Linked DNA regions of Drosophila melanogaster: region 1 is linked to region 2. Evidence: chromatin contacts called from public Hi-C data. All regions are on one chromosome and are shown on one strand. Each heading gives the region's core, a stretch centred on a gene start, on an enhancer-like site or on the middle of the called end of the contact. The rest is flanking DNA. Distances are from core to core; before and after follow the strand shown. Region 1 overlaps CG45002. Region 2 overlaps CG13003.

Region 1 (3,958 bases), core at 257-2,756, 140 kb before region 2:
TTCCCTGCGATTTTCCCGCGTTTCCCCCGTCAGCCTGCAGCAATCTGATGGAAATCTCCCAGAATCTCTGCACTTGACAGCACCATGTGAACTGTAATGAAAATGGAACTGCGACTCTCAAACGGAGTTCAACGCAGAAGCCAATGAAGCGGACTTAGGGTAATAAGTTAGGATCTGTTAAATTTCAGAATAAGCGCAGCTGTGCAATAAATGATTTCATAGTTTCATAGGTTTCATAGGTTTTAGAAAAAAGTCCAAATCTATATACATTTTCTCCAGTGTATGTCCAGACCAACTGAATCTAAGTTTAGTTGGGGCTAAGTGACACTGTGACGGGATAAGACGTGTTTAATTGAGGCTAACTCGGGGGCAGGAAAGTACAGGAAATTCACTTGCAATGCCGGCCACGCCCCTTTCACTCACTTCCTGCAAGCGGATGGCACGAAATGCGCCCCGATTTGTCGCAGTGCCCTTGGCAGCTGTTGTCCTGCTGATGCTAGTGCTATGCATTCCACACGAGCACAACAATGTGATTAAAATGCAATTTGCTGCCATTTACTTTGAGCATAAGGCGAGCAAAATGTTCAAAAGCTGCTCTCTGAGCTGGAGTTTGCTGCTGTTGATGGTGATTGTGATGTGCATGTGGATGTGGATGTGGATGAGGATGTCGAGTTGGAATCCCGACCAGGAGCTAACTTGTATGACCTTTTGGGCGCTTGTGTGCGAATGCGAGGGCTGCATTCATTTCCGTTTTAAGCAGAGCAAAATAATAAAATTTTATTATGCACTTGCCGCCTGCCTTGAATGGCCACGATGATGATGATGATGATGGCAATGGGATCGCGATGATGATGATGGAGCCCAAAGAGCAGCAGGATGTCAGCATGTGTGTGTGCGTAATTTATGGCAAAGGACCTGCTCACATTCACACTCACAACAAGTGCCAAACAAGTGCCTTGTTGGGCATTCAAATTACAAACAACACAAGGTCCATATAAATTTTTTGTTATGGAATTTGAAACCATAAATATCAAGGAAAAATGTCCAGCACTTGCGAAAATTATTTTTAATCAGCTTTCAGTTGATTTTATGCAGATATCTTCGTCACAAATTCCTGAAAAGACTGTATTTATGTACTTAAAAATTTTAGCTTATTGACTTAGGGTTTGAATTCATCAGTTTCTAAAAGACAGTTGTGAATGATGGGCATTCAGATGATTTTATTATTTCTTTAAATATTTTACATGGATTTTTATGTGTCTTCCGTTTCCCGTTTCTTATTCTCTTTTGTAAATGATTGATGCTTGATTTATGTATTCCGCACTTTATTTCTGTCTGGAGCTGCACTTAAAAGCCACATCGAAAATCGCTGGCAAGTGCAACACAATTTGTGAAGTATGTTGAGTTGCCAACGGATTTGAGTGCCACCCCCCCGACCAACAGGACCTTGCAGGACTACGATAGACGTGTGTGTGTGTGTGTGTGTAGGAAATAGTGAGTGAGTGAGTGTGCAAGGGGATGTGCGATGTGCCGCTTCGTTAGTCTGACAGCTTTTCGTTTCGATTCGCTTGGCTGCCTGAGAGATGTGCATATCGAATGGGGCCAGAAGATCCCTGCATATGCGGTTATCCTAGCTCTTTAGGCTTTAATTAATCCAGTCAAATATTTACACAACCCATGAAATCGAACCGCAAACAATATTCCTGCTCGAGAGAGCAAATGAATCCAATCAAATGAAGTGCAATTAAATAAATACGAAATTTAAAAATTGTTGCTTTTAGTTTTTGTCTTACCAAATATTGCATTTAATGAACTAAGCCGCTACCAAAATATTTTAATGAATATACCATTGATTAAATATCACCGAGATAGACCTAATTTATCCCAGTGTTGGTCTAGTTATTTATGCAAATAAAGCATATCGAGCACAATTTGCATTCCAGTTTCATTCAAGTTCGCGTTCGCAGCTGATATTTTGTTAGTGCTGTTTCATACCATCAAATGCTAGCTAGCTGAAACTTTCAACATCAAGCCAAAAACTTTTGAGTTGATGTGGCTGCTATTACCTATCAAGAGGAAAGTTTTTTTTTTTTAGCTGATGAGTAGCGAGGAGAACGTAAACAGAATGCTGACGTATGCGCAATATTATCGCGCATACGCCATGTGGCCCCTTTGCCAGCGTGCGGGGATACGACACATGCGACACATGTCAGCGATGAGCTGTCAATGCAAGGCTGCAATTGAATTAATTGGACGCTAATTGAAAGGGGAGCCGTGCCGAGGCGAAAGCCAAAACTAAGCCCCACAACTTGACACTTGCCAAGGCCAAATGGTGAATATTTAATGTAGCGCATCGATATGAGAAATGGTTGGTAAATCAAGGACTCTCCCGGCTGTAAAATCCGCAGCAGGAGCACTGACAGCTTGCCTTGGGCAAACACTCGAGTTGCCTCGATGGAGCTCTTATCAAAAAAGCAAGCGCCAACCGACTTGGCACCACAGTCACAGCCCCTTTCAGCCATCGGGATTCAATGCAAACAGAACAAATAGAAGTCGAGTCGAGTCGAGTTGAATACTTGCCACAGCAAGCCCAAAAATAAATATAATCGACAGGCGAAAGCACTGGGCATTGGTATTCTGAATATTTAAACACTCTTAACTGCAGAAATTATATTGTACAACGAAGTATTACTAAAAAGCTTATAAGAACACAGAACTTGCAGCATATTTGTAAACTAATACAAATTATTACAGGGTTTTGAAATATATTCTAGTTGTTAATAACAACTGGTGGATTTCAGTACTCATCTAAAATTTAAAATATATTTCCACTCAAATTTTATTTAAAGTCTAAGTTCCTTTTTAAATCGTAGCCTCTTATTTGAATTAAGATGCTTCCCCTGAAGGGCATAGAAATATCCACGATTATGTATACTCGGTGGATACAATTGCGTCGCTCTGGCGCTTTCTTGGGAAGTAACCAAGAAGTATGCATCGGATTTCAGTGATATCTATATGCGATAGCATCCCAGAAAGGAATTGCTTTGCTGGAGGATTGCCACCGAGGTCAATGGAGTGAAATTGCAGCAACTGTTGAGCTGCTGAGCCAGATGATGGCCGCTCCATCGAGGACGACAGAATCAATTCCCTGATTTACAGAAGGGGTTTTTCTCGAGGAAACCATAAATCAGGGATGCTTTCATCTTTCCGTTAAGCCATTACAAATGCACTTTGACACTTTCGCCTTTATTTTGTTACATTTTATCTGGCTCCTGATTCTCCCGCCTCACCTTTGTGGCCCCCGGCGAAAATCAAGCAACAAATCAAAGTATACCTTCTTGAAACGATAAAAACAAGAAAAATATATTGTATTCGGGTGGGGCCATATCCCAATCCACACAAGGAGATGCCATTTGATAAACATTATTGAACATGTCCGACAATTTTTCAACAACAATCGCAGCGTTCCCGGGCATTTGATGGATACAAAAACGATTTAAGGGGGATATAAATGACAAGGCAATTCTTTTTTGGCAGCTGCAAAAGTGATTGATTTTCAACCAGGGCGGGAAAACGACAACTCTGCGAAAATAAGAAAGTGCGGAAGCTTGGAAAAGTGGGCGGCGATTGCCCACCGGGCGTGGCACCCACGGACAGTTCGTGCACATTTAATTGCAGCCGGCGGAAATCGCACAAGCGAAAACACACATTTCACATCTGTGGGCGCCAATCAATTGATTTCCGCTCATGTTCAAATTCATGCTCATTGCCGCCGTTTTCCAAAGGATGGAGTCAACAAAAAAGCAAGTCTTTAAGTTTTTAACCTGGCCAACTCCATTTTCTCTATTTGCCAGAAAATTAAGAACAATTGGTCAATTTAAGATATTTAAAATCAGAAGCGACATTCAATTAATGAAAACAAATGCAGCTTAAGCTTGAACAAAATTGATACTCCCTT
Region 2 (4,301 bases), core at 857-3,356:
ATTACTTCTTCAATATTCAATATGAAACTAAGATCTTTACGATTGTTTTGCATCCGTTTAATATGTTAAATATTTTGTTACTTTTTTTTGCTCTCATCTAAACCATAGCTATTTGCTTTCCTCCACTTTTATGCAAGTCTGCAAACTTTCCGTCGCTTTCTAGATCTCTAAAGTGCCCTATGCCATATGTGCATATTATAATAAAAACATGATTCTAGGGCCAAAGTCACTCGTTTTCCACAGCTTTCTCAGTGCTGTGCGAATCCGAATCCGAGCATTTCTCTGGCGGCACTCCACTTTTACCCACCCAGTCATTGTCATTAGCGTTGGGCTACAAACTGCTGACTGCAGACAGTAGACAGTAGGCGCACTCGAAAACAGACACATGTGAACAGCTCGGATGCCACGCCCACCTGACAGCCAGCCTGCCCATTGTTGACAGCGGGAAAGTTGCCTCTTTGTCTGCCGTTTGTTTTTAACGTCTTGACTTTTGCCCTTCTTTCACTCGATGGATGACAAGGGGCAAGAAGAGGCCAAGGAGAAAAACAAAAAAACAGGCAGCTGAAACTGAAGCTATTGGCCCACTGTGCCGGCTCGGTTCATTAACGCCGCAACACCTTAATTAAGCCGAATTAGTAAAAGCGAACCGCAATTGGCGACCCACAAAAGCGAGATGTGATGCCGCTCATTACTCGCATTTGCATAATGATCGGTGGTTTATTCTAATTTCGGTCTTATGACCAGCGATGGGAACTGAAAGTGAAGTGCTCTTTAATTGCCGTGGATACACCATAATGTTAGCATGGGTAAATAGACTACTTATTCTAATTGTTATTTATCCAGACATCCATACTTGTTGTAAGTAACTTGTGGGATTTCAATACCCCAATTGATGGTAAATTTTTCAATATATGCCACCAGGCACTTTTCCGTTTTTCAATCCACCCACATTAACCTTGAAAGAGAGCGTGTGGCAAACGAAAACCTTGTAACAATCAATCGCCATAAAAACGAGATCAAATCGATCGCAATCGCATTGCGGGCCAAAGATGGGGTATAGTACTCGCACTCAACCAGACAAACGAATCTGCTGTCGAATCATGTTCGAATCACCCGCGGTCGTAATGCCAATGCCTTCCGTTCACAGCTCAGAGGAAAAGAAAAAAAAAAAAACAACTCTATTATTCATGGGGCAAATCGACGGCGAAAATCAAAGCAAACAACGTCGTTGTCGGCGATTAAACAATAAAATAACAATTATTGGTGGCAGATCGGCTGTCCCCGTAATGAATGAATTCGGCGAGTGGATGAGTGCCGCAAATGAGTCAAGTGGCATCCACGACTGCAGCTTCCACGTAGTTGCAGCTTCTGCGAACGGAACTCGTAAATCAAGTGTTTTTTGTCCGCCGATCGGTGTTTGCAGCACTGCAAAAAATGCAATTATACTTACATAAATACAATATTAAGCAAATAAATTCATTGAGTGGCTAAAAAAAATGTATTTGAATGAGTACTTGCACTTTTTTAAATGTAAAATATTTCAAAATTTGATTTATTGCAATGAAAATAAATTATTCAGTCACATATTTTTTATACCTTTTCTTTTACACTTTAAATTTATTATTTATGGGTTTATGCGTCTATAAATGTATTTTATAAATCTTTTTTATATAACGTTTAATGAGTCAAAATTAATAAATCAAGATCATATGGGCATATTAACCTATTCAAATTCGTTTACTCAAGTGGGAAATGGGAAGAAGAAAAAATGAATATTACATAATGTTTCTGATTTTTCTTACTGTGCACTTGTGTTTGGTGCTCGGTGTTTGGTGTCCAATTGTTGCTCTCATGATGATCAACACTTCGAGTTGGTGGCATTAAAACGCTTAGCCATTAATCGGCTTTGGCTGCACTTAATTTTCGGGAGCTTAACGATGGATGGCAAAAACAAATAAAAATTGTATATGCAAGTACTGTTTAATTGAGGAACCGCCGATCATGTGGCAAACGCACATGTTCAATTGCAACATGCCACACAGATGCAAGTATGTTCATCTGAGCAGCAACAGCAACAGATACAGATACAGATACAGAGAGCAGTCGACTCATGGAAATCTTAGGGAAATTGCAAAACACTTACTCAGTTTCAACTTCAACTTCGACTCCGATATCCGGTTGCCTGTGGGTTTTTGTTGCTGCTCGGCGACTTATTAAATCATTTTTGCCGACTTTATTTTGCCTTTTTTTTCTCGTTGCCTGGCATTTTTGTGCCTTGCATACAAAAGCAATGCACGCAGGAAAACACCAATGCGATATATGCACAGAGTGTGGCAGATGCCAGAAATAATATTGCAAAATCTTAATAAACTGAAAAATAATACAAAGGAAATGAGGCAAAGCAAAAGGGAGGAACATTACGTGAGATTGATTGCCCATTTACGAGGAGTAGATATGAAAGCAATGGTAAGCAGTTGATTAACACAGGAAAGTGGATTTTTAAGGCTTGATTGGAATTTTTAATTTAGTTAAATAATACGTTAAGAATACGTAAAACTCTTGCAATTCATTTGATACGTGATATGGAACGATTTGTATATCCTGCTTTCATTTTTTTAGAAATCATCTGGGCAAACAGTATATAGCTTAAAATACAAAAAAAAACAAACTAGTCAGCTAACGCATTAAAATTATACATTGACAAATGAAACAATTAATCCATTTAAGCAATTCAAAAATGTGCTTCAAAGTGCTTCCACCGGCCCGCGGAAAAAGCTAAGTACACTTGAAAGCCAAGTCAAACATGGCCAAGTTGGGCCAAGAGTGTTGGCCAACATTTGACTAATTAACACATCACAGTCAACTGGGTGAGACGACGGTCGGCACTCGATAAATGGGTCAGTCGGCGTTGCTCACACGGTTGGCCTAATGTAATTTTGATGTACTGCAACAAACGAGTGTGGAAAATATGCTTGCTTATTTATCATTTCTCTTCTTAATGCGGCAATTACGTGAAACGGAAGGCAGATGGACACTCATCCAAATGGATGGTGACAGTCTCGCCAGGTGTTGCATCCACACCGAAACAGAAATCCAAACACAAATCGTTGGCCAAACTATGGACTTCCGCCTTTCGCCCGAGGAAATAGTGGAAATCGTAGAACTGAGCTGGCTTCGCTTATAAATCTCCTAATTAAAATAGTAATTACACTTTGGATTGCGTTTTTTTTTGTGCTGCCAGCGGTTTCATTACCATTCTTGTTGTGGATATTAAGCACCAGAGATCGGTAAATCAGCTCCACTTTCAGCGGTTTGAATTGATTGAATTTTGTGGCAATCTGAGCTTACAACTAATTGGATTTAACAACAACGTTTCAGTTATACTGCATTGCTTACATAATATTTCAATTTAAATTAAATTATTCCTACTTTAAGTACGAATATCACCACTTTCGTAAACCCAAACCATTTGCTATTTTTCTACTTTTTTTTGGCCATAATTGATTGTGTTTATCAACAAAGTTTTATATCTATATCTGGTTCTAATTCGATAATAATAAACTTTTCTTTAACCTCTTGCAGTTCATTGATTGGCGGCCAGAACGCCGCGTCATGTTGTTGCTGCCAGCGGAAATATGTCCAGCAGCAACGACAACAACAATAAACAACAACAACAACACCAAAAGTTGCCCAACGAAAAGTAATTTGCGAAAATCATAAAAAAGTAGCGTAAATAACTCCCGGCTCTGCCAGATACCCAAGTGGAGCAAAAAGCACAAAGGCCAAGCGCGAAAATAGCCAGAAAATTGCTGGAAATCTTTTGGTTCACACCGAAACAAGAAACCCCAGAAACGAAAATAATAACATTCAAGAACGACAACTTTAGGAACAAACCAAACGAAGATAAAAAAAAAACACAAACAACAAAAAGAAAAACCAACAGCAAGTGTCGCCGTTTTCTTATGCACAAAAACCATTCTGTGATATCTCAAGACCCAAAGGTGAGTTGCACAAACCAATTTTACCGGCGATTTGAAAAACGCAAAGTTTCCAAAAGGAAATCAATGGTGGAAGTAGAAACACTTGGCCCGCGGAAACGGAAATGCATTAACCTTTGCTTATCAAGGTGGTTAATGGGGGTGGGGGTTTTTTTTTTGCTTAAATTGAAAACTCCAAATTTGAATTTGTATGTATATTAATTGAATGCCAACGTGGCCAACATTTAATCAGCTAATTAATATGAATGCGCAAATAATCACAATCACAACTTCATTATTGGCAGCTAGTAACAAATGATACAA

The links. A called contact is a pair of places that touch in the nucleus more often than the background predicts.
Region 1: a Hi-C map of the Kc167 cell line shows a contact between it and region 2, with 1.7 times the contacts expected there. The contact joins two enhancer-like sites. A contact is called at or near these places in 13 of 107 Hi-C or Micro-C datasets (the Kc167 cell line, embryo, eye imaginal disc and 4 more).

Annotation. Positions count from the first base shown.
Region 1 is chrX:17,001,804-17,005,761 of dm6, reverse strand. The region is part of intron 2 of CG45002; the gene reads left to right. Among named protein-coding and RNA genes, the nearest start is that of CG43996, 19 kb to the left of the region's middle. Within about 2 kb of position 1,506, at least 5 of the 39 cell types and tissues checked have an H3K27ac peak or open chromatin away from gene starts, as enhancers often do.
Region 2 is chrX:16,857,141-16,861,441 of dm6, reverse strand. CG13003 reads left to right here. Exons shown (of 6, transcript NM_001169308.3): 3 at 3,583-4,001. Among named protein-coding and RNA genes, the nearest start is that of RSG7, 15 kb to the right of the region's middle. Within about 2 kb of position 2,106, at least 2 of the 39 cell types and tissues checked have an H3K27ac peak or open chromatin away from gene starts, as enhancers often do.